4 separate regions of the Mus musculus genome follow, and all the other regions are linked to region 1. The links are chromatin contacts, called in public HiCAR-type and promoter capture Hi-C maps. All regions are on one chromosome and are shown on one strand. The core of a region is the stretch at or near the end of the contact, and the rest is flanking DNA. Distances in the headings are between cores, read along the strand shown. Region 1 holds the start of Zfp30 (zinc finger protein 30). Region 2 holds the start of Zfp607b (zinc finger protein 607B). Region 3 holds the start of Rab4b (RAB4B, member RAS oncogene family). Region 4 holds the start of Akt2 (thymoma viral proto-oncogene 2).

The links. Promoter capture Hi-C pulls out the DNA fragments that hold promoters and counts their contacts. HiCAR-type assays count read pairs that join an accessible place to other places. Capture Hi-C pulls out chosen DNA fragments and counts their contacts.
Region 2: a contact with region 1 is called in a promoter capture Hi-C map of adipose tissue, with 2.7 times the contacts expected there. The contact joins the promoter of Zfp607b here to the promoter of Zfp30 in region 1. A contact is called at or near these places in 4 of 39 promoter capture datasets (the C10 cell line, hippocampal neurons and liver) and 1 of 9 other capture datasets (adipose tissue).
Region 3: a contact with region 1 is called in a HiCAR-type map of astrocytes, with 2.4 times the contacts expected there. The contact joins the promoter of Rab4b here to the promoter of Zfp30 in region 1. A contact is called at or near these places in 1 of 39 promoter capture datasets (cranial neural crest) and 1 of 115 datasets of contacts at active chromatin or transcription factors (astrocytes).
Region 4: a promoter capture Hi-C map of hippocampal neurons shows a contact between it and region 1, with 2.2 times the contacts expected there. The contact joins the promoter of Akt2 here to the promoter of Zfp30 in region 1. A contact is called at or near these places in 3 of 39 promoter capture datasets (cranial neural crest, hippocampal neurons and liver).

What each region holds. Positions count from the first base shown.
Region 1 is chr7:29,781,952-29,786,949 of GRCm38.p6, reverse strand. It overlaps Zfp30 (zinc finger protein 30), which reads right to left and starts at 2,982. Exons shown (of 5, transcript NM_001360208.1): 1 at 2,049-2,982; 2 at 647-775. The coding sequence starts at 754.
Region 2 is chr7:27,687,482-27,693,211 of GRCm38.p6, reverse strand. It overlaps Zfp607b (zinc finger protein 607B), which reads right to left and starts at 3,872. Exons shown (of 6, transcript NM_001112731.1): 1 at 3,726-3,872; 2 at 1,917-1,997; 3 at 678-730. The coding sequence starts at 710.
Region 3 is chr7:27,176,970-27,182,630 of GRCm38.p6, reverse strand. It overlaps Rab4b (RAB4B, member RAS oncogene family), which reads left to right and starts at 3,748. Exons shown (of 8, transcript NM_029391.2): 1 at 3,748-3,904. The coding sequence starts at 3,889. Mia (melanoma inhibitory activity) reads left to right here and starts at 1,482. Exons shown (of 4, transcript NM_019394.3): 1 at 1,482-1,709; 2 at 1,798-1,931; 3 at 2,352-2,462; 4 at 2,797-2,890. The coding sequence starts at 1,586. The coding sequence ends at 2,820.
Region 4 is chr7:27,590,100-27,595,095 of GRCm38.p6, reverse strand. Akt2 (thymoma viral proto-oncogene 2) reads right to left here and starts at 3,544. Exons shown (of 14, transcript NM_001110208.2): 1 at 3,217-3,544.

The DNA.
Region 1 (4,998 bases), core at 1,733-4,232:
TTTTTAGAAGATGTCTGCTCTTCAGGGCTTCACACCAAATAAGCCCATGTTAGGGACTGATTTGACCAGTGTGCCCTTGGATGAAGGTGGAGAGAAGAGTAGGGAGGAGACCCATCCCTCAGTGGAATGGAAGAGACTGGGTACAGTTCTAGGATCCGATTCTGTTAGGAAGTTTCAAAATAACAGAGCATTTGTACAACCCGACAGAATAAAAATGATGGGGCAGCCGCAAGGGTAAATGTGTTTGCTGCCACACCAGATAACCCGAGTTCCATCTTGGGGTCACATATGGTGGAAGGAGAATTGGCTCCCAAAAGTTATCCTTTGACCTTTTGACCTTCACAGACACTTGTGGCATTCCCCCCCCCCCCACACACACAAAACGAGTAAATGCAAATAAATCCATGCATGAGCTTGATCACTTGGACCCACATGGGAAGCTGAGGATCTGGGTTCAAACCCCAGGACTCACAAAGGAGGAGAGAACTAATTTCCAAAAGTTGGGGCCATCACACGTATGCCACAGCATGCATACGCCCCTATGTGCATGCGCACATGCTAAACATAAACAAATTAATATGTATATACATACATACAAACATACATGTAAAGTCAGAAAATATCAAGTACAAAGAAAGCAACTTACATGAGCCATGATTCCAGAATCGCAAGAACTGGCTTGTTCTTCCTCGAGGATCATGTCCTGGTGAAGCCGTTCACAGAGGCTAGAGCTGGAGGGAGAGGGTGCAGCCATGAGAGCAGAACTGTTCTAGAGCTTCCAAAATGTAAAAAAAAAAAAAAAAAAAAAAATCAATGTATTATCCCGTTTCTCCCTTCTTATACACAACCTGCCTTCCAACACACAAACTGAGAGGTGAGAGATAACTTATACAGAAACCAAAAACCTCCTCAAAACTACAGGGAACTCAGCTGCAAAATGTGGCTGTGAGACCTCAGTATGCACCAGGATCACCTAGAAGACTGCTTAAAACAGATTTGGGTAGGGTGGGTGGTCAGGTGGCTCAGTGGTTAGGAGCACTGGCTGCCGTTCCAGGGAACCTGAGTTCAGCAGTCAACTCCCACGTGGTCCTTACATTTGTTACTCCAGGTCCAGGTGACCGGACGCAGTATCCTGGCGTCCTCGGACACATGTAAGAGGTGCACATACATAAAAATAAATGTTACGAGAAAGAATGTGCTCTCCTGGTCTTTGTTGGCTTGTTTTTGCAGTCCTCTGAAGCCTGCAGTCCAGCCGGAGCTTGCTAAGTGCTCTAGCCCTAGCCCTAGCCCTGCCATTTCTCACCGGCACCCCCAAGAGATGCATCGGCCGCCGCCGCCGCTGCTCCAGTGCCACACAAGAATGACCAGTGTAGCCTGGAGAGGCCCTGAGTTCAATTTCTAGCAGTCGCACCGTGACTCACAGCCATCTATGCTGGGATCTGATGTTGCAGATCGAACACTCATATACATAAAATAAATAAATCTTAAATAAAAACAAAACAAAAAACCCGAAAAGTGTAGGGGCTTGAGGAAATGCCTCAGTGGTCCCTCCAGCCACCACCTCAATCATTTAAATACATGCTCGTCCTTGACCAATCACACATCAGACTTTAGCAGACATATTTCCGTATTAGAGAATCCTAAGAAAAACAGGACATCTAAATGTATAGCACGTGGGTGCTACATAACCATAGAACCGCAGGCGCTGCGCACTCAAAGAGGAATCCTGATTAAGTCTCTGCCCACTGAAAATGCAGGGAAATTCTCAGACCCAAAGCAATGAATAGTTCGCTTTTTTTTTTTTTTAAAGACAGGGTCTCAATGTAACCCAGGCTGGCCTTGAACACTTGGTCCTAGTGGAGTGGCAGTGACACCACTCACAGTTGAATAAAACATTTTCACAAACGTCTTTCAAAGGGAAGGAAATTAAAAAAATCCATACTCAAAACAACAACAACAACAACAGCAAAAACAAACAAACAAAAAACCAAAAACGAAAAACAAAAACTCAAGCATTTCACAGGAACACAGAAGTTCTAGAAACTCACACATAATCTCTGTTTTAAACAGAAGTAGTAGCTGCTGGCTTCTAGGGTCTCTTCTGAAGACTGGCAGACACTCCAGGCCTTGTTTCTTTTCTTTTCTCTTCTTTCCTTCTTCTTCTCTTTTCTTTTTCTCTCTTGCAACCCAACGTTAGGCAGTAGAGAATGACCTTGAGCGCCTACTCCCCCTGCCTCCACCTCCCAAATCCCGAGAAGTCAGGTGTATGCCACCACGTCCTCTGGCCTCACCCCTACGCTTTTCTGAAATTGATCAGAATCCCCTTCCAAGCTTCAGGGCTCCAGGCTGACCCCATCCGTATGATCCCAGCAAGCGAGATAGACTACAGCAGCCCACAGTCACCCGTGCCCGAGTTTGCTGCTTCGGCCACTCTGCTTCACCAGTTACCAGTCCGGGGCTGCCCAGCCTTAGGTCCGAGGTGTCCCCCGGTTCTCTGCTCCCCAGGCCCGCCGGGAATCTAAGGTTCTGCACAGGGTATCTCCACCGTGCAAGTCGCGGCCCCCGCCTTCCCTCTCGGTCCTTGTCCACAGCCAGGCCGGGGTTTAGGTGCAGCGCGTCAGCACGGCAGCTGTACCCACGAACGGGCCACCTGAGTCCCAGGGGTCCTCAGAGCGGGTCCCCGGAGAAGAGCGTAGGCCGCACGAGACCGGGGACCACCCAGCTGACGGGTATCCCGGGAGGGTGGGTTGCCAGCGCGGTCAGCGCTGCAGCGGCGGCACCAAAGTGCTACGGACGGGACCGTGGTACTGAAGGCTCTGGGACATCAGATCTCAAGCCTGAGAGTCCGACTGCCACTAGCTTCTTTGACTAGGTTCTGGGCTTCCAGCCCCGCGGAGGCTGCGAGCCAGGCCCCTAGCTCTTGGTCAGGGGAAGGGGGTTGGAGGTGGGGCTGTGTGTGTCTCTTTCTCGCTGCTTCAATGCGCATGCGCACAAGGGAGCCGCAGGGAGGCGGGGAGCCTTCGGTAGCATCTTGTGCAGGCCTGGACAGAGGGAGTTTGGTTCCAGGATCCAGGATTGGGCAGAAATGGCCAAGTCTTTAGGCCTACAGCAGTAGCTCTGGCGTTGAACAAACTAACCCCCAGATGCTTTGAGGTCCAGCGTGGAGCGTTGGCTGAACCACTTATACTAGTTTGGGCATCTATTGTTTGTTTTTAAAGCTGTGGTCTCTCTAAATGACCCTGGTTTTCTCTGTGGACACCAGGCTGACTTTGAAATTGAAGTGATTCTCCAGTAAGCTTCCTGAATGTGGACATTAACGGCACACACCACCACACCCCCGCCCTCTACCTGAGTTTTTTCTTTTTCTTTTCTTTTTTTTTTTAACCAGTTTTTCTTTCTTCTTAAATCTCTATTTGAGACAAACTCTCTCTATGCAGCCCTTGCTAGCCTGGAATCTGTGTAGACCAGGCTAGCCTGGAACTCTGAGATCCACCTGCCTTTGTTTCCGTGGTGCTGGAATTAAAGGTGTGCACCACCACTTCGGACGTGGTTTTCTTTTAACAAAGCAGGCTTGAGTTTTTGTTGTGGCTGTTGTTTTGTGGGTTTTTTGTTTGTTTGTTTGTTTTGTTTTGTTGTTGGTTTTTTTTTTTTGTTTTTTCGAGACAGGGTTTCTCTGTATAGTCCTGGCTGTCCTGGAACTCTGTAGACCAGGCTGACCTCAAACTCAGAAATCCACCTGCCTCTGCCTCCCAAGTGCTGGGATTAAAGGCATGCGCTACCACCACCCGGCTTTTTATTTTATTTTATTATTTTAGGCTTGGGGTTTTAGGCTTTAGCATGAGGAGAGGGGCTCCGAATGACGGCACCTGAAATCGCAGTATGGGCTTCTCTGAAAGAATAATCGATTGGGTTTTCATGTTATTCTTATGTTCTTGTGGTGGTTTGAATAGGTATGGCCCCATAGATTCATGCATTTGTATGCTTGCCCATGCCAAGTAGTGATTTTATGTGTGGCCTTATTGGAGGAAGTGTATCATCACCGTAGAGGCGGGGCTTTGAGGTCACATATGCCCAAGGTACACCACATCTGCCTGCAAGCCTCCACCTTTCCCGCAGGACGATGGTGGACTGAACCTCTGCAAGCCAGCCCCTATTAAATGTTTTCCTTTATAAAAGTTGCCCTGGTCATGGTGTCCCTTCACGGCAATAAAACCCTAAGAGAGTTATGTTAGAAAGAGCTTTCCTTTAGCCCGTTTAATTTAGTCTCAACAGCACATATGCATAGATTCTTAATGAGTTATAGTTAATTTAATTCTTTTTGATGCCTATTTTTTTCCCAAGATTTGGTTTGTGGGGGCCCCTTTAGCCTGACATTGGTGGGCTGTTTATTTGAACGACAGCCCAGGCTGGCCTGGGACTTGTGATTCTGCTGAATCAGCTTCTCCATTCAGCTGGAATTACAGGTATTAGGCACCACCCTGGGTTATTGGGTAGCTTGTCTTCTGATAGGTTTCTAACACTGATGAGGATGATGATGATTAGTATTATTAAATATTATAGCATTTAATAATTGAGGGGTCTGGAAAGGTGGCTCAGTGCTTAAAGGACTGACTGCTCTTCCAGAGGACCCAGGTTCAGCTCTCAGCACTAACATGGTGCCTCACAATTGTCTGTAGCTCCAATACCAGGAGATGCAATGACTTCCTCTGGTTTCAATGGGCAACTGGCAATGCATGTAAGCAAAACATTGATTCACATAAAATACAAGACAAAAAAAACTACAGAGCAAGGCCCTGTTTCAAAACACAAGAAGGTGCTGAAGAGACAGCTCAGTGATTAAGAGCATGCTTTTGCAGAGGACCCAGTCCAGTTCCTGGTTCCTAACACCCCTGTGCCTGACAGCCATCCAAACTCCAGCTCCAGGCAGGCTGATGCCTCTGGTGCCACACATGTCTTTGATAGCACCTGCCCTCACAGGCACAGACCACACACATAATG
Region 2 (5,730 bases), core at 2,623-5,122, 2.1 Mb after region 1:
TTATTATGATATCAGGTGATATTAAGAGAATGATTTTTGTAAATTATGTAAAAGTCCATAAGCATACCATATAGGAGTCCATATTATATGCATATTAGGTTTAATCTTTTCTACCTACTTTTTAAAAAATACTTTCTAGGTGGCAAGTGTGTCTCAGGTCTTCCCTGACTCTGGAGACTGCAATCACCTCCCTATCACAGACTGGATGACTTTTCCCTCTGATTACTGAACTCTCTCCCTCCTAAAGCCTCCTAGAGCAGGTCACCTCATCACACACCCACAGGGGACATTCATCCACACATACTGGGTCATCAGCCTGACAACACCTCAGATGTTAGTCAGATTTCCCAGGGCAGTCACATGAGACCATCCCCTCAAAGCTCTGAAGCCCTCAAGACCCCTGTTTCCCTGTGGGACTGACACCTCCACTGCAGGGACAGTCCTCCCTGAGCACAGACCAAGCAGAGAGCACACGTGGAGGAATGCATTCAAAGTCAACCGCAGTGCCAGCTGGGAAGAGGCACAGACAGGAAGTGCTCAGACCTGCCAGCCCTCACTGGAAAGGGGCAGACTGGGCTGGGGGAATCCGGATCCTTGGGAAGCTTCAAGAGGGAAAGAGGGCAGGAGTCACATAACCTGAAGGTCGCCCTATGTCAAAGAGAAAAATGCCAACTTACACAGACCATGTGTTGAGAACTGGAGCTGGCCATTCTTCTTCAGGCTTCCTCCCCTGGGGGACAAAAAGAAAGCCATTCACTGCATTGTGACTTGATGTTCCCAAACTGGCTTCTGTCACTATGATGTCATCGACTACATTTATTTCTCAAGCCTCCCCACTCACTCTCTCCCCTCCCACCACTCACAGCCTCCCACACACAAATTGAAAGCACACAGGAGTCTACACAAAGCCGATCCCCCCCAACCCAGACAACCCACTGCCAAGGGGGCAGTGTGGGAGTGCAGGGCACAAACATGTCTGCCTAGAACTTCCTCCAGAAGAGGCCAGCAGAAGGGACCCATCTTCCACCCTGAGCTCCAGCTCGCCCTGCACCTGGGCCGCTCCTCCTACTGTGCGCAGATCTCAGATCTTCACACTGGAACCCCACCTATCAAGGCTCACAGGGGCTCACGGCATCCAGGTGGCCCCTCCTGTGTAAACTCAGGGCTGAAGCACAGCGAGGCTGGAGGGGCTGCAGCTGCAGTGCTCAGGCAGTGTCCAGCATTCTGTGTTCACTGTTAGTGAATGGGACTGTGCACCATGGACCACTCTCCTGAGAACCTTCCCTCATCTATGATAACGCTTATGTCGTCTCAATGAAGCCATGATCCTTTATGGAGATAATTAGCTGTAATTAGATGTGGTAGCAGGGGTGTATAATTCCAGAGGCAGAGACAAGAAACTTGTTCAAAGACCCAGTCCAAATATGATCTAAGTGAGTTCTAGGGCAGCCTCTATCTGTGGTGCTGGCAAACTGAGTATTAACATTCGTGAGAATGACATCCTAATGTCTTCTGTCACGCCACATCCAAAAGTCAACTCAAAACAGAAAAAAAAATTAAAATTTGAAATTAACACTCATAGCAAAAAATATACAGGGAAGCCTCCAGGACCGTGGACATATTGGGCATTACTCAAACTTCCTGGTTAAGGATCGGGCAAGCCGGAAATAGACATTTCCCCAAAGGGAACATCAGTATGGCCAGTCAGAGATGCAAGAAACTAATCATCAGAGAGAGAGAGAGAGAGAGAGATAAAGTTGCCATCAGAGGCCTCCTCACGCCTGTCAAGAGTGTCCATTATTGGGGAGGGGGGGGGGCTGCAGAAATGGCCCAGTGGTTTTAGATCACTTTATGCTCTTGCAGAAGACCTGTGTTCGATTCCCAAGATTCACATCCTGTCTCACCAAAGTCCCTACCTCCAGCTTCAGGGGAGTTGGCGCCCTCTTCAGGCCTCTCAAGGCACATGCATGGTGCGCACAGGTCTGGTGGGCACAACCCTCAAGAACAAAAGATAGAAATACATCTTGTTAAAATTAGTATCTAGTATCAGAAAGAAAATATAACGTGGAGCACATGGAGGAAAACTCACACTACTGGAAGGAATGTAAATTCATACAGTCACTGTAAACAGTGAACTCCCACCTGATCCATCCATCCATCCCACTATGGAGTGGAAACCAAAAAAAGGAAATAACATCAGCATCAGCAAGAGACATTTACACTCCCACCGCTCTTCCAGCATCATTTCCATAGCAGTGATACGCGACCTCACCAGCAGACGAATGGACCAAGCACATGGAGGATGGGGCTCACGCACAGTGAATCATTTACTACAAAATGGATGCACACATGCAATACGCTAAAGAGGAAGGCAAGCACGGGGGATGGTGATGGCTCAGGGGTTGAGAGCCACTATGGCTTTTCCAGAGGACCGAGTTCAGTCTCCTGACAGCTACAGTGCCTGGAACTCAAGCTGCAGGGAAGCCTATAGCTCTGGTTTCCAGAGGCACCTGTGGTCATGGACACATAACCCAACATACATAACTTTGAAGACAAATACTTCATCTTTAAACAAAAGACAGACCCCCATGGTCTCAGTCATGTAGAATCTGAAGCTGTTTTCTCCTAGGAACAGTAAGATGCCGGTTACTGGGGTTTGAGTGGCGGAGGCTGGATGTGCAGCATCGGGGTCGAGAGTGGGAGGTAGATCTATACCATAAGCGAGAGAGTTGGGAGATGTGTCATGAAACATGGTGACTGGGATTAATAGTTTGTAAAGTCTTAGAGAGTAGATGGCAAGTGTACTCGTGACAAAAATATAAGTTAGATGAAGTCCTTCAGTGCTATCACTTTCCCACTCCCGAAATCCTCACAAGCGAACAGACCATCTATCGACTGCATTCTTTTCCTGTCTTGTGATGCCATGGAAATAGAAATCAGATGTAGAACAGCAGCGTTTGAAAGCCCTAATGCTAACCTCTGTAGGTCCCTATGGAAAACAGCTTGGGAAAAAGATGGGATTGTCGACAGAAGACATCAAGGGTCACTGAAATGATAATGTGAATACTAGCTGGAACGGGAGGGGACACTAAGGACAATAGTGCAGTTGTAAATTTGCATGCTCCTGCTTCATTTCCTAACAATTCTATATTCTAAAACTAAAACCTCAGTTCTCAAACCGAAAAGAGCACTCACTCTTGAATCTTAGATGGGTAGCGATAATATTTTCATTATTCTCCAGCCTCCCTCTTGAATAATGGCCTAAGCAGGGAACCCGAGTATACATGAGATCGCAGACTACATTTGAGAGCATCCTCAGTGAGAACTTTCCTTCTCTTCCCTCGATATTCAGATTCGGCAGAGCTCTGAGACAGTCACGGAGCTCAACAAGTACCCTCCCTCCTAGACGACACCCCCGTCCTTAAATTATAGCCCTAAGCTCAAGTCTGAGCCTCGGGGAAAGCTTCCCTTCAGACCCCGCACCTGACCTCCCCTTACTGAAGCTTGGTCCTCTGCTTTAGTCCCTGTGTCCCTGAGAGAAAGCAGGAGCAGACAGCGACAAGCAAAGAGACACAGATTATGCAGAGAGCTCAAGGTGTGTATACAGTTAGACACTGACAGACACACACGCACATACACACACGTACACACACCACAGTTCCTACACGCCCACACATCAACACCCATTCGCCACACCCACACCCGCCTGCGGTCTCCCGCCTTACTCTGTGGAGGCCAACCAGTGACTTCTGATTCCCACCTGACCATCCGGGGTAGCTCCGCCTGCACACCAGAAGTTATCTACTTCCGACCCTATGCTGCCTGGGAAATGTAGTCCCCTTGTCCCAAACTACAAGAAATATAATGCTTCATAGTTCTGGGATATCCCAGCATGCAACCTGGGCCAGCCCATCTGGCAGCTGCGCCCTGTGCTTTGTGGGAGTTCCCAGGGATGGTGCCCTTCTCTCTCTCTCTCTCTCTCTCTCTCTCTCTCTCTCTCTCTCTCTCTCTCTCTCTCTCTCTCTCTCTCTCTCTCTCTCTCTCTCTGTGTGTGTGTGTACTTCCGGGTTCTGTGAGTAACTGGGTTTCACCCCTGTGGAGAAGACAGGTGAGCCTAAGTTTTAAACGCAGGCTAGGAAGTAAAATTGGATCGAGATGTAATTGAATACGCTTTGCCTGAGACCCACTGCAGGGTTCCACCTCGCTGTGCTCTGGTGGGACTTTGTCAGTGTTCTGGGTTTTTCTGAACGATCAAAGAAAGAGGGACACTGCAGAATGAATTTAGGCTTCCCAGAAGCAGAGGGATCCATTCTGGTGAGCTGAACTAAACGGCTAACAGCTTCGCAGGAGGGCTTTTGTGATTGTTACACAAAGGACCTTTTAGCAAGTCAATTCCCGCATACCCAAATCTCATATCAGATCTCAACGAACCATAAGGTAAGTAAACAGAATCATAAAAATTCCAAGTTAAAAAAAAAAGAAGAAGAATTCCAGGTTTGCCGGGAAGACAGCTTATGGGAGTCTGAACTTTTCTTCACAGCAACCAGAAGCCACAGTATACACCAGCTTCAAACACCTTGTTCCCAGCCCCCATTTGCCTAAGATGGCATATCAAATCTTCAGTATGCGCCTGTCCTGCTGAGGAAGTTGTTGAACATGTCCCGTTACACAGCGGCATTGTGGCTGTCCCTTAGTCTGCTCAGGACACCCGATGAAGAACCCTCTTTAGCGCTCAGATTTCACATCCTCGGTTGGACCAATAGGCCATCTACAGAGCCAGATCTATGGGGAAACCGTGCATCTGAAACCCACTATACAGACAGTGCTGTGGCCACAAAGGCACCGGCTGCTGCAGTCGGGAGCTCACGGAAGTCTCCATCCCACTAAGCCCACGGGAGCACCTGAGTTTGAGATGAACTGTGGTCAGAATGGTTTTGTGCCCCGTGGAAAGGTTATCCTTGGGGTTTTCAAATGGTCATTTCTCTGCCCTCACCTCTTGTTTCTATCTGAAAATGACATTGTAATACTTAGATTTTTTAAAAAAAACTCTCGTGTTTCAAGTTCTATAAACAAAATCTTACCATTTGTTCTCTGCCCTGACAATAAATGCAGATTGCCCAAAGGCTGGGCAGAGAGAAAACAGGGCAGCACGTCTCCCAGCCAGGGGGAGGAATGAGAGAGGGAGTTTCAGATCACCAGGAGGAGGAGAGGGTCTGAAAAGATGCCATGAGAAAAAAACATCTGAATCCCAAAGAACCAGATCTGTGATAATATGCAAGCAACGTGGGATGGAGCAGGTAGCCAGATTAGGATTAATAGATCAATAATTGCCCAGATTAGGATTAATAGATCAATAATTGCCCAGATTAGAATTAATAGATCAATAATTGCCCAGATTAGGATTAATAGATCAATAATTGCCCAGATTAGGATTAATAGATCAATAATTGCCCAGATTAGGATTAATAGATCAATAATTGCCCAGATTAGGATTAATAGATCAATAATTGCCCAGATTAGGATTAATAGATCAATAATTGCCCAGATTAGGATGTAATAGATCAATAATTGCCCAGATTAGGATTAATAGATCAATAATTGCCCAGTATCTGGGTGCAGCTTTGTTTCTCTGTGTGGTTACTGGGGACTAACAAAAGTTAAAAGAAATGCAACCACCAGATTACTTCACACTGTGATATAAATACATTTATATTTTAAAAATAGTTCATT
Region 3 (5,661 bases), core at 2,499-4,998, 2.6 Mb after region 1:
TGGTGGGGGGTCTGGCTTGGACTTTTTTTTTCATTAAAAAATTTTTTATTAGATATTTTCTTTATTTACATTTTAAATATTATCCCCTTTCCTAGTTTCCCCTCTGAAAATCCCCTCTCCCCTCCCCCATGGCTTGAGCTTTTGAAACTTAAAAGCTCACACCCAGTGACAGAACTCTACCAACAAGGTCATCTGCCAACCTTCCTAAACAGTTCCACCTACTGGGAACCAAACATTCACATATACTAGCCTATTGGGACCACCTTATTCAAACTATAACCATTAAGCTATAGTTTCAGCCTCAGTCTGTTGATTGCATCCTTGTGAGGTCACTAAACATGCTCTTTGGGCCTCTGTTCCTTGCACGTCTGTTCATGGACTGCTCCTTCTAAGAGGCATGTCAGGTCAGATAACAGTGATACTAAGAAACCCTGAAATAAATCTTTTTTTCCCCTTCCTGGTTCAGTTACCATAGACATACATTCTTTAGCTCAATTTCTTTGTGAACTGGGCTTGTCAGGGCTACTCCTGAGGCAATTCAGACCATCCCTGATATATACATATATGATTTTTACACATGCATATATATGTATGTGTATATATACATACATACATATATATAGTATATACACATATATATTTTGTGTGGGTGTACATACACACACATGCATATGATTTGCTGGTGCATGCCTTACCCACGTTTGGAAAGGCAGAGGCAGGTTGATCTCTTAAGAGTTTGAGGCCAGTCTGGTCTTTATAGGGAGTTCCAGGCCAGCCAGGGCTGTGCAGTAGTAGATCGGTGTCTCAAGAAAAAAGAGTGGGCTGGAAAGATGGCTCAGCGGTTAAGAGCAGAGCACGAGTGGGTCTTCCAGATGACCCAGGTTTGATTCCTAGCACCTAGCTCTGTAGCTCCAGTTCCAGAAGACTCAAGACCCTCTTCTGGCCTTTAAAAATACCAGGCACACATGCAGTACTCAGACATACATGCAGCAGTTGTTTGCTTTCATTGCTTTCTTTATAGATGAGTGGGTTGAAGCTCATAAGCTAGAATAGCTTAGCTTCTAGTGAGGAAGTAGCCTGTGAATGTGCACAGTGAGCCAGGTGGGACAGTGCCTAGCCTGAGGCCAGACGTTGAGTGTTTGCTCAGTACCTGGGAACCCTGGCTGTGGCTGCTAATCAAAGAACTGCCTTGTTCTCAGACCTCAGCACAGGAAATTCCAGGGTGGTTTTCTATACTGGCTCCTCTAGCTTGGTCTCTGGAGGGTCCAGGTACCTAAAACGACTTGAAGGTGGAATCAGATAGTCCAGCCTGCCTATCTGCGTCTCTAGTTATCCAGGGGGTGATCGCTACTTGGAATTGCCTGAATTGCTTTGGGCTCGAGTAGGCATTTTCTTTGGCCCATAGCCCTTACCCTCTCTCTAAAATGGTACTGGCTGGAGAACAACCTTGGGGAGTGGGTGAGGGTGAAATTTGGTTTGGGGCGGAGACAGGATCGAGAACACAGGTTTCCTTGATATTCAGCCTGGAAGGAGGGCAGGAGGAGCCCAGAGACCTCGTTCTTCACTTGGTCATTCTCAGTCCATGATGGTGTGGTCCCCAGTGCTCCTTGGCATCGTCGTCTTGTCTGTTTTTTCAGGGCCTAGCAGGGCTGATCGAGCTATGCCCAAGCTGGCTGACTGGAAGCTGTGTGCGGACGAGGAATGCAGCCGTAAGAGTCAGGGAACAAGGGAAGGGGGCTGAAGGCTTGGACTGCTAGTCTGTTTTGCAGTTGCTGTCATTTCCTTCTCCCTCCCCAGATCCTATCTCCATGGCTGTGGCCCTCCAGGACTACGTGGCCCCTGATTGCCGCTTCTTGACTATATATAGGGGCCAAGTGGTGTATGTCTTCTCCAAGTTGAAGGGCCGTGGGCGCCTTTTCTGGGGAGGCAGTGTGAGTCTTCAGAGAGTGATAATGGGAAGGGTGTGGGGTTTGTTTGGGTTTGTAAAGCCTTGTTTTCCATATGAAGGGAAGATTTGGGGGGAGGGGAAAACGAGATTTGGGGGAAGGAAGGACATTTTATTACTTATTGCATTTTTTTTTTTTTTCTTTAGAAATTACAGAGAAGCTTAGCGCCAAAGCTCTTTTTCATACCCGGGATACAACAGTGAACAAAGGGGTAGAGGCAGGCAACCAGCAAGCCATCAAAAGTGGCAGCAAACATGACATTGTGAGGATTAGTTGTAGTGGCAACATTCTATCCATGAGCAAATGGCATTTAAGCTGAGATTCAAGTAAGAGGGAAGATTGTACACAGGCGTTCAGCAAGCATAAGTGCCGTTTCCCCAGATGGACTTTTAACTTCTTCTCCAGGTTCAGGGAGGTTACTATGGAGACCTGGCAGCCCGCCTGGGCTATTTCCCCAGTAGCATTGTCCGGGAGGACCTGACTCTGAAACCTGGCAAAATTGATATGAAGACCGATGTGAGTGTCTTGGGGGTGGAGGTGGGAGTAGGATGATAGTTCCTTTATTTGCTTACCTGTTTATGAGAAGTAATTATTTTTGTTGTTGGTATGTACCCAAGCTGGCCTCAAAATCACTAGCCTCCAGTTTCAGCCTCCTGAGGGCTGCTGAGTTTACAGGCCCTGCCCAGTGCTGAGTGATCTCTAATTGGGAAATGGCAGAGGGTGCAGTACTGGAAGCTAATGTGTTCATTTCTGGGTGATCAAACCTAGTCCTTGCAGCTATAACTTTGTTAGAACCACTAGGCGCATTGCAATGTCATCACTGGTTGGTTTTCTATCTACTCTTTTTCAGCAATGGGATTTCTACTGCCAGTGAGCTCAGCCTACCGCTATCCCTGCAGTTACCCTTCCGGCTCTATGCAAATACAGCAGCCAATGGCAAACTATTTGTCTCTTTGGTTTTTGGGGTTGGGTGGGTATGTGCAAAGAATGTTTCACGGGTTTCTGAATATAGCCAATTAATGCCCTGAATGTTGTAACGTCAGTGGCTACTAGGCAGAATTTCACTTTGCAAGCCCTTTGCTCCAAGGTAAGGTTTGGGACCCCCAAGCAAGGGGGTAAACAGTACAATATATGTACGCTTTCCTCTCTTTTAAAGGGAGTTGAATCATTGGTATGAGCCAATAGATCCCGAGAAGCGCATAGAACGTACAGTTTTTTTGTTTTGTCTTTGTTTTGAGGGTTTCTCTATGTAGGCCCTGACTGTTCTGAAACTCACTATGTAGACCAGGTTGGCCTTGAACTCAGCGATACATCTGCCTCTGCTTCCTGAGTACTGGGGTTGAAAGCATGCGCGACCCCAGAGCCCGACCAACAGAGGTTTTTCTTGTAGATAGGGATAAATGTGCGCGTGTCCTCAGCTTTCCTCTTTCCGGTCTATGGGGTTAGAAATTACACTCAGCAGCCTGAGATCCATTCTTCCAACTCTGTCCATCCTGCCCTTGCTCCTTCTTGGCATTCTTGTCCCCGCCCCGTGCCTACGTATAACCAATACGGAGTCTAGTCTCTGCTCCCCGATATTTGACCAAATCCGTTCCACCGCTAGGGCAGCATCTCTGCCTCCGCCCTCTCCCACTTGCTCCACCAATCGCTCTTCTATGTCACGCCCCTTTTGACTCGGCCCCTCTCATGCCACCAATCCGCGCCGCTTATCCCGCCCACTGCCTCCTGAATCCACCAATCACTGCGTTGGGCGAGCGTGGCCTGGTATCCGCAGCTCCGGAGGCTCGCGCGGGAGGGGGGGGGGCGGTGAAGGCGGAAGTGGCGGCGCCGGGTCCAGAAGTGGAAAGGAGCTGAGGCTGCAGCCCGAGTGGAGCGGCTGCCAGCCGAGGAACAGGCGCGGCTGCGGCGCCATATTGCGGCCCTCAGCGGTCGCCACTGAGCCATGGCCGAGACCTACGGTGAGGCTGATGGGCCGAAGCAGGGGGGGCTGGGCCCGTAGTGGATGTGGATGTGGAAGTGGGGCGGGGCTTTCTGGTCAGGTGGGCGGGGTCTGCCCGGATACGGGGCAGGGCTAAGTGGGTCTGGGGCTGAGCTAATCGATTTGGGTGGAGCTTGAAGAGGCCGCTGTACGGGTTAAAAAGATCTAGGGCGGGATTTAAGGGACCTAGTCTTGGTAGATTAGGGTAGGGGGTAGGCCTTGAAGAGGGAAGCAAGCCTTCCTGGGCGGAGCATGAGTGGATAGGGCGGGGCTGACGGTGACCAGCAAGGGTCAGGTTTTATGGACTACAGAGAGAGCCTCACAGATGCTGTGCACCCTGCACACTCTGTGGGCTGATCTGGTTTGAGAGGGCTGGAGTGATGTTCTTGAGTTATAGATTTGAAACTTAGCGTCAAGAAATGCGGCATAAGTTTAAGGATAGAGGCCAGGGGTTCTGGACAGAGGATGGGGAGACAAGGTTCAGAGTTAGGCAATCAGTATGGATGTACAGTGTCAGGTGGGTAGAGGTAGGTTGGAAGGCAGTAGAAATCTCTGACGACAATCAGAGACAGCTCCATTCATTGAACACTCATAGAAAAGCCACAGAATCTGGTGCACACTTACCAGAGGAGGTAACCAGTTTAGGACATAGGCCCAACGTCAGAGGCCTTGACAGAGTGAATGAGTGAGAGGGGGTAGGAGGTGAAGTGAAGAGGAATGGAGGTCAGATTTAATTCTTGTTGAAATGGCTTTTGAAATGCATCAGGTAAGGTCTTGCATTGTGGAGACCTTTAGTTTGGGTTTGTAGCTTAGCTGTGCCTAGCTGTGTAGTCTTGCTTTCGTCAGTTAACCTCTCTGGCCTCATTTTCCTAGTCTGGAAAGTAGAAGTCCTTAGTATACTTCCTTCTTTCCTTTTTAAATATTTATTTAATGTATATGAGTACATTGTAGCCGTATTCAGAGCCACCAGAAGAGGGCATTGGATCCCATTATAGATGGTTGTAAGCCACCATGAGGTTGCTGGGAATTGAATTCAGGACCTCTGGAAGAGCAGTCATTGCTCTCAACTGCTGAGCCATCTCTTGAGCTGTATAATTTTATCTTTAGAGCTTTATTTATGATTAAATGAGTCTTTAGGACTGTGATGGGCATGTATATGGTAAACACTATATAAAAATAATTTTGTGTGCTATAACCCTCTCATTTGGGAAACCGAGGCAGGAAGACTGCTTCAAGTTAGAGGTCAGCCTGGACTACAGAGTAATACTCTTTTTCTTTTCTTTCTTTCTTTCTTTCTTTTTTTTTTTAAGACAGGGTTTCTCTGTGCAGTCCTGGCTGTCTTGGAATTCACTCTGTAGACCAGGCTGACCTCGAACTCAGAAATCCACCTGCCTCTGCCTCCCAAGTGCTGGGATTAAAGGCGTGCGCCACCACTGCCTGGCCAAAGTAATACTCTTAAAATAAGAAAAAGAGAAAGAAAGAAAAGTGCAGTGTGCTGGCACTTCCAGCAGTGGGTAGGCTGGGGCAGCAGGATTGCAGTTCAAGACCAGATAGTGAGTCCCTGAGTAGGAAAAAGACAGACAGACAGACAGACAGCAGTGGGTAGGCTGGGGCAGCAGGATTGCAGTTCAAGACCAGATAGTGAGTCCCTGAGTAGGAAAAAGACAGACAGACAGACAGACAGACAGGAAGGAAGGAAGAAAGTAGAGGATGGCAGCACAGTCTTTTAGAGGCTGA
Region 4 (4,996 bases), core at 2,295-4,794, 2.2 Mb after region 1:
GATTCCCTGTTGCCACCTAAGGAAGGCATTGTCCTCCCTGAACTCAGATAAGGCTTCAAGAAGGCTGAAGTGCCCACTCAGAGCTACACAGCTAGCACCTGGAAGGCTGGATTTGAACTCAGTGCTTAGTACTGCACTATAGCCTTTTTGAAAACTGTGTGTATTATTGTGTATGTACATGTACATAGTTGGGGACATGCTGTGACATGCAGAGGACGACTGTGGAGCTGGTTCTGACCTTCTACCCTTATGTGGGTTCTGAGGATTGAACACAGGTTGCAAGGCCTGCATAATAGCAAATGTCTTCACCCCCTGAGCCATCTTGTCAGCCCAACATAGCTCTTTACAGAAGCTGGGAACCAGGACATTGAATGTCTAGATGGAGACTGGACAGAGTTGGATTCCTAGACACCTAACAGAAGCGAAAGCAGGGGATGGATAAGGTGGGTGCCTCGTCCTACAGCAGGTTCTGAGTGTCCGCAGAGACTCCCATGGCTTGGCACCATGGTAGAAGCTTTCTATCGATCGGTTAAGTCACTCACTGGCTCTTCACAGCAGCTGGAGCTGAGCGCCTTCGGAGTCTACTGCATGTAGATATTCTCACTCCAATCACACAGCCCGAAGAGCTCATGCTCACCCTGCCTCTAACTGGGGTCCATAGCTGCTCTCACCACCTCGCGGAATGGCTCTCCTGCTAGCGTCTTCTGTCCCCAGCACACATGTACTCAGGGCTAAAAGAGGTCTTATTCAGTTCTGTCCCCCAGTTTCTCCCGAAAAACCTGAAATGCTGAAACTTTCAAGTACAGGAACATCCAAAGAATGCAGACACCCAGAACCAGGCTCAAGAGGGCAGAGAGCACTGCAGCCTGGGACCTCTGCGTCTAAATCCCAGCCTGGCTTCCAAGGGGTCTGATTCAGACCTGGAAAAAAGCACCTTCTCCTTCAGGCTGCAATTTCTAATTTTGCTTCAACAAAAAGAAATAAAATGCTATATAAAGCCACAAGCCCAAAGCTGGGCACAGAGTAGTTAGTCGCAAACAGAAGCCACAATGGCTCAGTGCCTTGGTTGCCTTACCTGTGACCTGGGCATAACATTCCTACCTCACTGTTAGGTCTCTATAAAGTAGACAGAACGATAGGTACACAACTATAATATTTGAAACTTACATGAAGCCATCCATGTGCAAAAGGCCTATCATATCCCTAGCATGATAGGACTACTAAATAGCACATACTACCCACTATCACTTGAAATGGTGCAGCCCTGTGACTCGGTTTCCTCAACTAAAAAGGACAGCATGACAACAGAGTCTGCTACTCTAGACCGCAAGGCATCCTCCACAGTGTGTGGCACACTGAATGCTCTGAGTGAAGGTCAGCTATCAATTTCACGGTCATTACTTTTATAGCGCCTGTTAACTCTATCAGGCAAACCTTCTGAAAGCTCCTTGGAGAGGTCGAGAAGCCCATCCCTGGTGGAGAAAACCCTAGAGGACACCCACTGCCTGCACCTTCTCTCTGGGAACCACGCCGCACTGAGGCCGGCAAGCACGGACACCAACGCTGTAGATCAATGGCTACTGTCTGTTCCCTTGACCATATCACCAGACTTGTCAGCTAGGTCAATCAGGGCCTGCAGCCAATCCTCCAGGAAATTTAGACCTAGGACAAAGGTTACAGGGCAAGCCAAGATCACAAGCTAGCCTAAGGAGCAAGGACACTGGCCACACACTTCTGGGGTTCCCTGCTTAGGGACCACAGTAAGAAACTAGGTCTGTGAGGAACCTAAAGCAGTCCCAAACACTATTACGTAGCCTTTCTCCCTAGGTCAGACCAAGCTGGATAAAGTACACTCCCCTCCAAGTACCCTTGGCCTCTGCAGAGCGAACAGCTGGGAAAACAGCACTCAACCTCACCAAGAGGCCAACTGTTATCACTCAACTAGTAGGAGCGTAAACAGGACTCTAGATTGAGCTGGTAACAGGGAGGCACAAGCAGCCACGTGGCCAGGGCTGGAGAAACGTGGGCCCCTTCACATCCATATCCACGACACCAGGCAGTACCTGAACTCTCACCTGCATCTCTGAGGAGGGAATAGTAAACAGGCTAAAAATCAGCCTGACCTGAACCTATGGTTTTCTAGCAGGGGGAGGCCTGTCACCAGGTGCCAAAAGTTCTCCAAATGAGAGAAACAGGGGCCCCAAATTCTGAGAATAAAGATGCCCCCCCCCCACTTCGCTCTAGAGAGCTGTCCCTTAAAACACACCTTCCGCCCAAAAGGTGACAGGCAGGTCCAGAGGCACTTCTCCTTATCCAAGCCCGATAGCCCCTCCCTTTCCTAGTAGGGAGCCAGACTAGAGATCAGAAAACTTCAGTGACTTCTAAAACACATCTCCACCCCCGGAAGCAAAGAACTTGCCAAAGGATGTCCCACACACCTTAAAGAGAAATAATCTGAGAGGGTTCTGGAGTGGTGAGTGGACAACCCCATGATAAAAAGCAGCCCAGTAACGATCCCGTTTTCCCCAAAGTCATAAAGAAGTTCAAGAAAGGGTGAGCTGAGTGTAAACGCCCACCCCTGCATATTACAGGAAGAGAAAAGCGCTCCTCGCCCACTCAGTATCACACCCCTAAAAGTACGCCCCTTAACACTCACTCGGGCCTCCCAGCACCCTGTGCCTCAAAGATGATAAACATCACAGCCCTCCACCCGACCCTGTTCTCCTCTAAGTACAAAGACTGCTCTCTCGTGTCTAGGTGGTACTACCCTGACTGCCCCAACACGGCCACCCTGGGCCCAGACCCCTCTCCAGAAGCTCCCATCCCTCTAAGTGCACTATAGGAACGGCTCCCAAAGCACCCAAGCGGCACTTGACACGGTGAGCGCCTCAAAAGCTGGACAGGCTGGCACCACAGAGAAGGAGCTGTCTCCCCCGATGTCCCCGAGGGCAGCCCCCAGCCCGCACACTCAGAGAGAGCTCCCCCCGCCGCCGCAGTGGTATGGACCACGGCACCCGCCCCGCGTCCCTCTGGGTTTGTCCCCCCCAGCCCCGCAGCAGGCGCCCCCACTCCGTTCCGGAAGAGGGGGGGAGCCTCCAGGTCCGTGGTCCCCGCCAGGCGGGCACGGGTGGTACGGCCCAGCGAGGCCCCACGGGGGGCCAGGACGCGACCATCGCGGAGGGGAGGGCGCTTGGGGACACGCGCTGGCGTACTCACCTGTCACCGGCGGCCGCCCAGCCTCTCCGGCCGGGCTCTACCCCCGCCCATCGCCACGCTGAGCTCGTTCCCGCTCCTTATTTATGAACTGGCGGCAGCAACGGCGGCAGTGCTGGCGGCGGCGACGCCTTCTCGGAGTCAGGCCCAACGGCTCGCGCAGCGCGGGCCCCCCCGCCCCCTCCCCCCAGCCCCCAGCCCCCACTCACAGCCCCCTCCCACCCGCTGGCCGGAAATACCGCCTTTTCCAGCCACAAACAGGAACTGACGTAGTAGACCAAGGGAATGGCCTCAGAAAACATCAGACCGCAAGCGCAGGAACTAGGAGGCAGGCAGGCTCAAGGCAGCGCGCCTGCGTACTTTAGGCACCCGTCACGTTAACTTTTTATTTATTTATTTTTTTTAAGAGCCCCGTTCTGAGCTGGGGGGGCGGAGGGGGGGGTAGCATTACACATGCGCAGTAGGACACCAACAAGTAGGCTTTCCCCGAAGGCCCAGTGATTACTTCCCGGCAATCAAAGGGCTTTATTTACATATGCTTTGATCTTGTTTTATTCTTCTCTTTCCTGCCTTCCTAGTTCCTAGACCAGCGGTTCTTCACTTGGGAACCTCTCACAGGGGTTGCCTAAGATCATCGGAAAATTCAGATATTTACATTATGATTCATAAGAATAGCAAAATTAGTTATGAAGTGACAACGAAAATAATTTTATGTTTGGGGGATCACCACATGAGGAACTGTATTAAAGAGTCACATTAGGTAGACTGAGAAACACTGTCCTAGACTTTCTTTTTTTCTTTCTTTTTTTTTTTTTTTTTTTTTTTAACTTAATGTATGAGTGCTCTGATCTGCAGGCCAGAAGAGGGCATCAGATCCCCTTATAGATGGTAGTGAGCCACCATGTGATTGCTGGGACTTGAACTCAGGACCTCTGGAAGAGCAGTTAGTGTTCTTAACCGCTGAGCCATCTTACCAGCCTGACTTTTTTTTTTTTTTTGGTTTTTCGAGACAGGGTTTCTGTGTATAGCCCTGGCTGTCCTGAAACTCGCCCTGTAGACCAAGCTGTCTTGAACTCAGAGATCTGCCTGCTTCTGCCTTCTGAGCAATAGGATTAAAGGCCTGGCCTGCCACTGCCAGGCTCCTAGATGCTTACTTATAGAGACCCAAAACAAGTTAGTTAAGATCAAGCACAAAGCAGGGTATGGCAACAGGTCTGTTACTGCATCATTCTGGATGTTGGGGCAGGCCAGCTAGACCTTGTCTCAAAAAAAAAAAAAGATGTTGCACTCAAGCTTTGAGCCACATAACCCCACATTAGAATATCCTCTTCTGTAACTATGGGCTGACTTCTGTATCCACATCTCAAGAATCCACATCTTCAAAACACAAATAACCTTGGATTATCTTACGAAAACAGTTCTTATTAAACTGTGACTTCAAAATATTAATGTCACTTGCACATGATATATATCTAAATAAATGTGGGACTTATAATTTCTCATATGGAGTAACTTGAGCCCATGTAAGACTTAAAACCACAGAAAATCGCTCACAGAAAAAAAGGTATATAGGTTGCACGGCTGTAACCCACCTCTGCAGACCCTGAAACAAGAGGACTAAGAATTCCATGCCAGATTGGGATTCATAGTAAGACCTTGAAATTTCAAGGTTTCCCTTAATTATTGGGGATGGAGTAGATGCAAGTGAGGAGCCAGAGAGGAGAGCATCAGACTGGAGCTACAGCTTCTGACCACTGTAGTCAGCGCCATGGGGAGCTCCCAG